3 separate regions of the Mus musculus genome follow, and all the other regions are linked to region 1. A link is a contact called in public promoter capture Hi-C data. All regions are on one chromosome and are shown on one strand. Each heading gives the region's core, a stretch centred on a gene start, on an enhancer-like site or on the middle of the called end of the contact. The rest is flanking DNA. Distances are from core to core; before and after follow the strand shown. Region 1 holds the start of Ciao1 (cytosolic iron-sulfur protein assembly 1). Region 2 holds the start of Zscan29 (zinc finger SCAN domains 29). Region 3 holds the start of Cdan1 (congenital dyserythropoietic anemia, type I (human)).

Region 1 (3,471 bases), core at 497-2,996:
TGGGTCCCACTGACCACTTTTATGTTTAAAATCAGGAAGGACATTTCTGCTTTCATACTGCACAGCCTTTCTCCTCACTCCTAGAAACCGAGGAGGAGCTAGGAGGCTCCTGAGTCAGGCCCTCCTCTAAGCCCTAGACTCCTATCTCATCCAATAAACAGACCAGATGCTTTCTTCTGCCTGCTAGTCTGGGAAATCTGTTGATGAATAAAGCAACCGTCTTAATATGGCATACCTGTAAAGGCATGGAAAACCAAGTTTCAACTGTTGAAGGTGTTAATAGAACTGATATCTGATGACCTGGGATGCCACAAGTCCCCTCTATTGTAAATCCAATTATCATAGAATACTAAAATGTCTTTTACAATTGGTCACATTAACAGTTCTGATTTCTCCATCGATCGAGCTGCCCCAAACGACTATTCTGCATCTCACATGTCCGTTAGAAAGGGGAGGCTAATTGTAATACCTGACAAACACCCTTTTTTCTTCTACCTACCTCTGGCAGAAACCTAAAATAGCAGCAGTTTGGATTAGCATGACGGTGAGGAGTAGGTGCTTGGCTGAATAACATCAAAATTAATGAGAGGCTAGACCCCCAAACAGAGCCACCTGGTGGGCATGAACACCAAGCAAGAATGGGGCTGTTTCCTTTGACAAATGACTGCCTCTGGCTATCTATACTTCAGCCAGCCTCATATCTGTTCTGCACCGCCCCTCAAGCCAAGAGAGCAGGAGCTCAGCGCTCTCACCTTTTAGCAGATCCGGGTTTACATAGCCCAGCACGTCCGAGACCCCCAGCTCCTGGCGGGAACAGGTGCCTCCATGGATGTGCAACCAAGCGGGCTCCGCGAGGGCAGTGCACAGCGCTGTGATGGACAGGGCGCCAGGCAGGGCCGAGGCCAGGCTCCGCTCCGGCTGCTTGGGAAGAGCGCTGCTTCCCGGGCTTCTCCGCCGGCGCCCTCCCGGCAGCCCGGCACCTCCAGGGGCATACATGCCCGGGGCTGCCCGCTGTAGCTCTGCGGTCGTTGGTGGTGGCCGCCGACCTCAGCGGGGCGCGCAGAGCCTGTCTGTACCCAGGTGGAGAGCAACGCAATGGGCGGCTGGCCCGGAGCTGTCAGGGCCCGCACCAGAGACTGCGGGGTGGGACCCAGGGCTGAGCACAGACCAAAGGACTGCGGGAATTCGGGGGGCGGGGACCGAGGGCTCTGGATGAGGGGTGCTGGATCAGGGCTCGGAGATGGCAGGGGACTACATTGGCTGTAGACATGCCAGGATGAACGGGCGGAGGTACTGGGGGGCCGGGGGAGGGGATCGGCTACTGGCAAGGGGACCGGAGGAGACTTGGACCAGGGTTATCAGACAGAGGGGTGCTGAGGGGCGGAGGATGCAGCTGGGCCGCCGAGATCGGGAATCCGCACTTTGGGGTGCGACCTAAGCCTCAGTAACCCTCCCTACTCTAGTCCCTGCTCCTCACCGGTCAGCAGGCCTCAGGGCTGGGATGGCGCCGCTCCGCCCGGTCACAGGCTTCTTAGCTGCCCGGGCCAAACGATCCCAGGCCCCAAACCCGCAACGCCCAGACGGACCCTGGCCGATGCACTTCCGGCTTCCTCCAACCCCACCCCACCCCCGCCTCCTTCTTCTCCGGCCCTCCGCCCTGCCCTCCGTGCGCGTCACTGTGTGCGCGCGCCGCTTGTTCTTGCGCAGGGCATCAGGGTACTGGTAGTTCCGGACTGTCCCGCGAGGCTTCCAGTTACGGAGGATGAGGGGAGTGACTACAAGTCCCAGAAGGTCACGCGGCGTCAACAGCGGGCACGTCAATTCCTAGGGCGACATATTTTGCAGAAGCTGTACATCTGACGGTCTCAAGGTTCTATAGTGCCCAGCGCGTTTGGCGCGTTGCTTCTCTCGGTGTGCTCTCCTTACCCTAAAACAGTCGCCATGAAAGATTCTCTGGTACTGCAGAGCCGCGTCCCGGCGCACCCGGATTCCCGCTGCTGGTTCCTGGCCTGGAACCCCTCGGGGACCCTGTTGGCTTCCTGCGGAGGCGACCGTAAAATTCGCATCTGGGGCACCGAGGGTAAGGCCTGGCTTGGCTTTGTGGCCCTGGTGCCGAGGAAAACACTACTCTGAAAAGTGTCGGGGAAGGAGTGTGCCAGCGTCAACAGAGGCTGGAATTGTTGCGGGAACTGGGATATTTGCTGCGGGAACTGGGATATTTGCTGAGGTAGAAAAATGAGGAAAGTCGCCTGAAGAGCAGTTTAACAGTTTCAGAATCTTGATCGGTTGCATCGTAGTAATAATGGTGACTGACTTTGTCCCAGCAACAGGGTCCCACTTAAAGTACTACTTAGTGAATGGCATCGATGGCGCTCCAAAGCCTAGCCTGTTCTCTGCTTGCAGGTGACAGCTGGATTTGCAAGTCTGTCCTTTCTGAAGGCCATCAGCGCACCGTTAGGAAAGTGGCCTGGTCCCCGTGTGGAAATTACCTGGCATCTGCCAGCTTTGATGCCACCACTTGTATTTGGAAGAAGAACCAGGATGACTTTGAGGTAAACAGGTTGGATGGGAGCAGTTTATTACCTGTTTGCACCCCAGGGCTTGGTCATATTAGTTACAGCCTTAACTTAATTTCTACACTATAGAAATAGTAGCTGAGTATGGTAGTTCATGACTGTAATGCCAGCATTTGGGACACTGAAGCAGGATGATTGCTGTAAGTCCACCAAGGTCATCCTGCTATAGAATGAAACCCTTTCTCAAACAACAACAAAACTGCTCTCTTAGATATTTTACTAGGGCTTAGGACTCTTAGCTGCCATTAACTCAATATCCTTTCCCTTTCCAGTGTGTGACCACTCTTGAGGGCCATGAAAATGAGGTCAAGTCAGTGGCTTGGGCCCCATCTGGCAACCTCTTGGCTACCTGCAGCAGAGATAAGAGCGTGTGGGTCTGGGAAGGTGAGTCTAGGTGCCTCTGGGTACAGCAGGAAACCAGCTCGCTGGCTTTCAGCTTTGTCCCTGACTGGTCACCTCTGGGTCTAATTTGTTCCTCCCACAGTTGATGAAGAGGATGAGTATGAGTGTGTCAGTGTCCTCAGCTCTCATACGCAGGACGTTAAGCACGTGGTTTGGCACCCGAGCCAGGAGGTAAGAGTGAGACAGGGTGGGAAAGAACCTGCTGTGGAGGTTTGTGCCCAGCCTGCCTCCACTCTTCAGAACCACTCTTGTTCTTAGAGGGATCGCTGGGACTGTCCTGCTCTGACAGGGTTTGATATGGGAACCATTGTATCTTAGTTTGGGTTTGATTGCTGTGAAGAGACACCATGACCAAGACAACTCTTATAAAGGGAAACATATAACTGAGTCTGGCTTACAGATTCAGAGGTTTAGTCCACTTTCATCGTAGCAGGAAGCATGACAGCATGCAGGCAGACATGGTGCTGGAGAGGGAGCTGAGAGTTCTGCATCT
Region 2 (3,332 bases), core at 510-3,009, 6.1 Mb after region 1:
TTCCTCATTTACATTTCCAATGCTATCCCAAAAGCCCCCCATACCCCCCCAACCCCCCTACCCCCCCACTCCCACTTTTTGGCCCTGGCATTCCCCTGTACTGGGGCATATAAAATTTGCAAGTCCAATGGGCCTCTCTTTCCAGTGATGGCCGATTAGGCCATCTTTTGATACATATGAAGCTAAGAGTCAAGAGCTCCGGGGTACTGGTTAGTTCATAATGTTGTTCTACCTATAGGGTTGCAGATCCCTTTAGCTCCTTGGGTACAGTTATCAAATTTGAACACTTCTTGTTGACAGAGTTTTAGAAAAGTTCTAGGTTTAAGATCAGTGAAATGGCTCAGAGAGTCAGGCATTTGCTACACAAACCTGAAGACCTGAGTTAAATCCCTGAAACCTACACAAATGTGGGAAGAGAGAAGTGACTCCATAAAGTTGACCTCTTCATACACTCTGTGACATATATGCCCACACTCATACAACATAGACACATACTCTAGTTTTAAAAAAAAAAATTCTAGTTTAGGCTTAATTACTGTGAAAAAGTCAACTCCACCTTGAAGTCACTGATACCATTTTACACAACACACTTAGACACATTTGTAGTTGTCATTCTTTTCTTTGCCTTTCTCTGCCCTCTGTTCCCTTCTTTTCTTGCTTTCTTTTTTGAGAGAAGGTTCCACAGTGAAGCCCAGGCTGGACTTGAATCACACCAATAATCCTGCTTCAACTTCCCAAAGGCTGGGATTACAGGCACAAACACTACGCCTGGCTATTAAACTCAGTGTTGCCAATTTAGTTTCGGCAAAATATTGAGTATCACGCTATATCTGGGCTTCTCACGGGGGTTGGGGGAGATAAAGGAACAGAGGGGGAGAGGAAGAGAAAACAACTAACGGGTACATTCCTGTTATACTCTTCTAATTACAGGAAAAACCCCCTCTCAAGTTCTTCACCTGGTACAGAAATTTTCGAAGAAAGGAGGGAAACACCATATGTTTACAAATTCATTTTTTTCATCCAACACAATTTACTGAGTATTGTGTCTTGAGCGCTTTGTATACATTTCCACTACTTTCAAAATTCAATTTGAATCAATGCAAGAGTTCCCTATCCCTCCCCCTTTTCCCTCAAATAACTATCATCTAATTCCAGCTACACATTTAGGGATTCAGTTTAACAACAAATTCATATGCAGTGAAAAGAAGTGTGGTTCTATCCACTCCTAGTGGTTCTCTAGCAGGAGTCGCGGGACCGCAGGGCCCCCATAGCCGGAGCTCCGTAGGGTTGGCCCTCGGTTTCTCCCCGCTCGCGGGCGCCGGTCGGTTGGAGTTCCCCGGGTCCCGCCCCTTCGCTGCGGCTCAGCTGCACCCGCCGCGCGGCAAGCGACTCGTCTCTGACCCCCTGCATACCTGCAGGCCACTCCGCTTGTTCCAGGTGAAAATGGACCCTGGGTACCCACTCAGGGCCAAGAGCAGTTCGTGAATCATTTCTAGGGCGGCTCGGGAGTCCCTAGATCTACCACCTCCTCTTTTCAGCGCCTCTCCGGGCGACCCCTCACACCCAGCGGAATCTCTTGCCCTGAATCCCCGCAGTCCACCGGGAGAGGAGATGCCACAGAGCCGCGCGCCGCATCCCGGAAGTGCGCGCGGCCCAGGCGCCCACCGCCTCGCTCCCGCCGCGGAGCCGCGAGGAGGCGCCGGTGCCGTCGCGCATGCGTCCTGGGCTCCAGGAGAAGCCCGCTCGGACTTCCGGCTTGAGAGCGGGACTGAGGCTAGCCCAGGAGGGGAAGGGATGAGAGTGAGTTGAGAAGCTGGTTGAGAGAGACGCGGCCTGGGGTGGGCCGGCGGGAGTCCTCAGGACGCCTTGGCAGGGTCTGTGGCATTTTGACCGACTGCCGACGTCTCCCAGAGTGACCCGGCCGGAGGGAAGAAAACAAAGCTGGAACTTGGCAGCCGCCGCTGTGGAGCTGTGCTCGAAGCCCACGGACTCGCAGCACCGGCCCGCATCGGCCTCGTTCTCAGGAGACCCACCACTGCCGCCCCTCGAGCTTCCTCGCTTCACCAACTCCTGTAACTCTCCCCTAGTCCACCTCAATTTAGAAGCCCAAGTCGGCTCCCCCGGTGCGCGACCTTCCCCATCTGTCGCCCCGGAACTCTTGCCGAGTTCTTACTTCGTTCGGGAGGCGCGAGCAAGAGACCCAGTGTTCGGCACTTGACTTTGGTTCGGGGTGGAAATTTGTAGTTTGGTGTTCAAGGGGCGGGGCAGACACCAGGAGCTTCTGGAAGGACGGCGGTGGTTCTAGGGGAGAATAGCCGGCGCTCGCTGGACAGAGGCTTTTTGTTGTCGTTCGCCAAACGTTTTGACCGATTTGATCTGGGGCGCTAATGATTTACCTGAGGTGGGAGCGAAGCGGACAGATTTTTCTTTTCTCTGCAACTTCCTGGGGATACTCTAAACGTCACCTAGAAATGCAGTTTTTAAAAGGTCATTTTCACCTTGCCTATTGATTTGCTGTCCTGAAAAGGTACTGCCTCAGAAGGCCACTTCGAGCATATTGAAAGTCAGGCCGGCTCTGACAAGGTTTTAAACATGTAAAGATACTCTCCTCAGATAGCGCCATTTCTCTCTACTCTAGGATAAAACTCCTTTTTACAGAGAGACTCATCTGCAGGTGTTTCTCCAAGGGCATGCAAAGATAGTGTAATAAGTCCTAGAACCCAGACAGTGAGGAGAGAAACGGCTTTCTGCTGTGAAAGATGGCCAAACCCACTCGGAGAGGAAATGGCACAAGCTCTGAAAGCTTACGACAGCGCTTCAGAAGATTCCATTACCAGGAGGTGGCTGGGCCCCGGGAGGCTTTCAGCCAACTATGGGAACTTTGCTGTCGGTGGCTAAGGCCGGAGGTGCGGACCAAGGAGCAGATTGTAGAATTGTTGGTGCTAGAGCAATTCCTGACTGTGCTACCTGTGGAGATCCAGAACTGGGTACAGAAGCAATGTCCAGAAAATGGAGAGGAGGCGGTGACACTGGTGGAAGATTTAGAAAGAGAGTCTGGAAGACCTGGACATTCGGTGAGGAGGAGGGGGAATACAGTCAGAAGTGTGTGGCTGGGGAGAGACAAGGATGGAGGGGCAGTTTAAGATCAGTCGGATGTAAAGAGGTTTGGTGATTTTGATACTTCTGATCTGGAAGGGTTACTTTTTCAGGTAGGGCTTGCTTGGAGATGCCTACTCTGTTACAGTAAGTCTTTCACTTCAGTTTCTTAAGAGAAAAAATGGGGGAAGTTTCTTTTCCAGCTGCTATTTGGGTTTCTGTTTGATCTTTCTGCA
Region 3 (3,309 bases), core at 408-2,907, 6.5 Mb after region 1:
CTTAGTCATAACCCGAATTCTCTTACTGAACAAGAGAAATAAGTCAATGTTCTGCTGTCCTCCTCTTAATGAGATGCGAAATTGCTCTTTGAAGTTCTTTTCAATGTGTTACATTGTATCCTTTCTCCTTCAAGCATCTTCCCTTTATGTGTTTTTGCTCAGGCAACCATGGGCATAGAGTATTGAAAAACATGCAGTGCTTTTGTATAGGCCATCTGTACATAAAAGTGTAATTATTTATTTAATTTTCTCATTTGTACCATATTAAAGCTTTGTACAGTGTTTTAAGTTCTGTTTTAAAATTATTTTGTATTTTATTTTTATAATCTAGTAATAAAACATTCAGTCCGCATGCAAACTTTAGTGCTATTTGTGTGATGGTTTGGATTTCAAAAAGTGAAAACTATTTCCTAAACTACTAAAGTGTTACAGAAGTGACAGACAACCAAGAGAAGGCCATTTTGGCTAACTTAGACGCTAGGTGAACACCAGGGTTCAGGGGTCTGACGTGCGTGTTCAAGCTGACTTTGATATTCTTCTGTCTCTGCCTGCCAAGCACTGGGATTGCAAGCATCCACTAAATCCAGCACAGAATTAAGTTTTCAAAACTCCCTTTTCTTCTCCTTGGCAGTATGCTAGAGGGATTCCTGCTCCATCTACTGCCTATCACCAAGTGGTCTTCCTTTGAATGAGAGGAACACAGGGCCAATACACTGCTACTTTGTTTTGGAGGAAACTATAGATCCTATATCTTGATTTTTTTTTCTTTCCTTTTACTAAGGAGTATCATCCGAAAGCCTATTATATTTTTCAAAATAAGGGACCTGACAGGAAGTGTAGCCAGAGGGTTAACCAGCCAGTGTGTGTGGAGGAGGGTCGGGGGAGTGTGTCTAGGAATGCCATACTCTTCCAGAAGCTAATCATGAATCCTGACCTCTCAAGTAAAAGAAGTTGAGATATTCCCCTGCTGTAAACTCTTTAATACAATACGTAAGGGATTCAATACAAGTCTGATGGACATTTGATGATTTTATAACATGCCTCAGCATGAACTCTGTCCTCAATTGTCAGTTGATGAAAAAGTTGGCCAATGGTAAAGAGTCAGCCTTTTGAGTAAAAGAGGGGAAGGGGTGGGGAGCTAAGTAGGCCGGGCGCACCCCTTTAATCCCAGCACTCCGGAAGCAAAGGCAAGATAATCTATGAGGTCGAAGTCAGCCTGGTCTACAGAGTGGCCAGGCTATACAGAGAAATCATGTCTCAGAAAAAACAAAAAGGTCAAAACACAAGGTTACTCACTTTATTTTGGTTGAGGAGGGAGTGACTCAAAAAGCTCTACAGTCATGGTCTAAGGCTGTGCTTATGACAGGTGTCTGGTCTCATAGGCTGGTCTCTTAGAGTTGGTCACTTTTCCTGTCTGGTCCCTCTTTCAGACCCGGGTCTCCTCAGGCAGTTCATCTTATCACATTGCTCCAGGGGCCAGGAAATCAGAGAAAGGCGCCTCGCCGCCCTGCAGGCCTGGCTGGCTGGGCAGATCTTCCCGGGCCGCCAGAGCCCCACCCCTCAAGGACCCGCCCCGTCGTCCAACGGTCGATCCCGGTCGCCGGCTCCGCCCCTCCCGGCTGCCCGTGGCGCGAGTGCGCCTGCTCAGTAGCCTCAGAGCGCCTGCACAGGGATGGCGGCCGTTTTAGAGTCGCTGCTGCGCGAAGAGGTGCCGGTCGCAGCCGCCGTGCGGTGGATCGCGCGCAGCACCCCGAGTTCGGAGGTAACAGTGCGGACACGCCCTCAAGCCTGCCTGGAATGTGCTTCCCGCGGGGGATGATGCTTCAGTCCCTTCTCCCAGCCTGCCCTGCCTGACGGCCCGCGCCAAGGGCGCTCGCTCCTCTGCGCGCCGCTGCCGGGCCGCCCACCCTGCGGCCTCAGCCGCTGACGGCCCGCGCTGTCAGCTGACGCTCTCGCCCCGCGACCTCTGCTTCTTCCTCAGGATAGCTCCGAGGTGGCCGCTCTGAGCGCACTTCGGCCTCTGCGGAAGGAATTCGTGCCGTTCCTGCTGAACTTCCTGAGGGAGCAGAGCAGCCGGGTCCTCCCGCAGGGCCCCTCAACCCCCGCCAAGACCCCAGTCGCCTCGGCAGCCTTGCCAGCGAGGCAGGGGGCCCCGGCACGGGGTGGCCGTGGGGCGCGCAGCCAGCTTTTCCCTGCAGCCGAGCCCCTCAGCGCCGCCGCCGAGGCACCTCTGGCCCGCCGTGCGGGCCGCAGGCGGGGTCCGGGACCGGGGCCGTCCCGCGAACGAGGCGGTCGGGGCTCCGGGGCCGCGGAGGAGGGGGCGAGTGGCGAGAGCCCGCCTTGGGCCGGAGGCCGGAAGCCTAAGGGCTCAGGCAGCCCTGGCAGCCCCAGACTGTCGCTCTCTGATCCGCCAAACCTCAGCAACTTGGAGGAGTTCCCTCCCGTAGGCACCGTTCCTCCGGGCTCTGCAGGGTGAGAATCGGTCCTTATTGCAAGATGTTCGCTAAAGCCGAGCTTGGTGCCCCACAGTAGAGTGCGCGATGGTTAGAAGGTTGAGGGTGAAGAAACCACAATGGGGGAGGGTTTAAAAGGGGCCCAACTGTTATGGATGGAATGATGCTTGAAGATAGAAAATTGGAAAAAAACAAAAAACTGTGACTACTCTCAGCAGAACGAAGCCTTCTCGAAGGATCAACCCAACTCCGGTGAGCGAAGAGCGGTCACTGTCCAAGCCCAAGACCTGCTTCACCTCACCCCCAATCAGCTGTGTCCCCAGTTCCCAACCCTCAACCCTGGACACTAGCCCTTGGGGCCTTGGCCTTCCCCCAGGGTGCAGAAGTCTGCAAGAGGAGCGGGAGATGCTCAGGAAGGCGCGGTATGGCTTTGCCGCCACCTGGGATGTCAACTTCCTCCTTATGCGGGACTTGCAGGGATTTTTCCTGAACTTGATTTCTCCCTTCGGGATTCTGGGTTTGCTTCTTGGGCTGTTGATGTCTTCTCTGGCAGAACCTGAATGTGAATGTCGCTGGTAAAGCCAGGCTGATTAATCATGACATCTCCTCCTGTTCACATAGCACCAAGCAACTCCAGCAGTCACCTACCCCAGCCTCTCCCATCCCAGAATCGGGGTCTCCGGTTCCCAGCAGGACAGGAAACCTCACCGCAGAGCCTGCCGACCCGGCCAGAGTGTCTTCTCGACAGCGCCTGGAGCTGGTAGCCCTTATCTACTCCTCCTGCATTGCTGGTGAGTGAGCGCAAAGGGGGCTGCGGTGGATATGCTTGCAAACTACAGAGTAAGAGAGTAGAGGA

Evidence for each region. Promoter capture Hi-C pulls out the DNA fragments that hold promoters and counts their contacts.
Region 2: a contact with region 1 is called in a promoter capture Hi-C map of liver, with 3 times the contacts expected there. The contact joins the promoter of Zscan29 here to the promoter of Ciao1 in region 1. A contact is called at or near these places in 3 of 39 promoter capture datasets (cranial neural crest, hippocampal neurons and liver).
Region 3: a promoter capture Hi-C map of liver shows a contact between it and region 1, with 4 times the contacts expected there. The contact joins the promoter of Cdan1 here to the promoter of Ciao1 in region 1. A contact is called at or near these places in 3 of 39 promoter capture datasets (cranial neural crest, liver and pre-B cells).

What each region holds. Positions count from the first base shown.
Region 1 is chr2:127,246,091-127,249,561 of GRCm38.p6, reverse strand. It overlaps Ciao1 (cytosolic iron-sulfur protein assembly 1), which reads left to right and starts at 1,746. Exons shown (of 7, transcript NM_025296.4): 1 at 1,746-2,080; 2 at 2,404-2,552; 3 at 2,849-2,960; 4 at 3,061-3,149. The coding sequence starts at 1,942. Tmem127 (transmembrane protein 127) reads right to left here and starts at 1,614. Exons shown (of 4, transcript NM_175145.4): 1 at 1,478-1,614; 2 at 753-1,070. The coding sequence starts at 996.
Region 2 is chr2:121,169,552-121,172,883 of GRCm38.p6, reverse strand. It overlaps Zscan29 (zinc finger SCAN domains 29), which reads left to right and starts at 1,759. Exons shown (of 5, transcript NM_001290819.1): 1 at 1,759-3,074. The coding sequence starts at 2,760. Tubgcp4 (tubulin, gamma complex associated protein 4) reads right to left here and starts at 1,716. Exons shown (of 18, transcript NM_153387.3): 1 at 1,413-1,716. The coding sequence starts at 1,490.
Region 3 is chr2:120,729,865-120,733,173 of GRCm38.p6, reverse strand. It overlaps Cdan1 (congenital dyserythropoietic anemia, type I (human)), which reads left to right and starts at 1,657. Exons shown (of 28, transcript NM_026891.2): 1 at 1,657-1,762; 2 at 1,982-2,472; 3 at 2,669-2,875; 4 at 3,075-3,244. The coding sequence starts at 1,673. It overlaps Ttbk2 (tau tubulin kinase 2), which reads left to right. Exons shown (of 16, transcript NM_001024856.2): 16 at 1-358.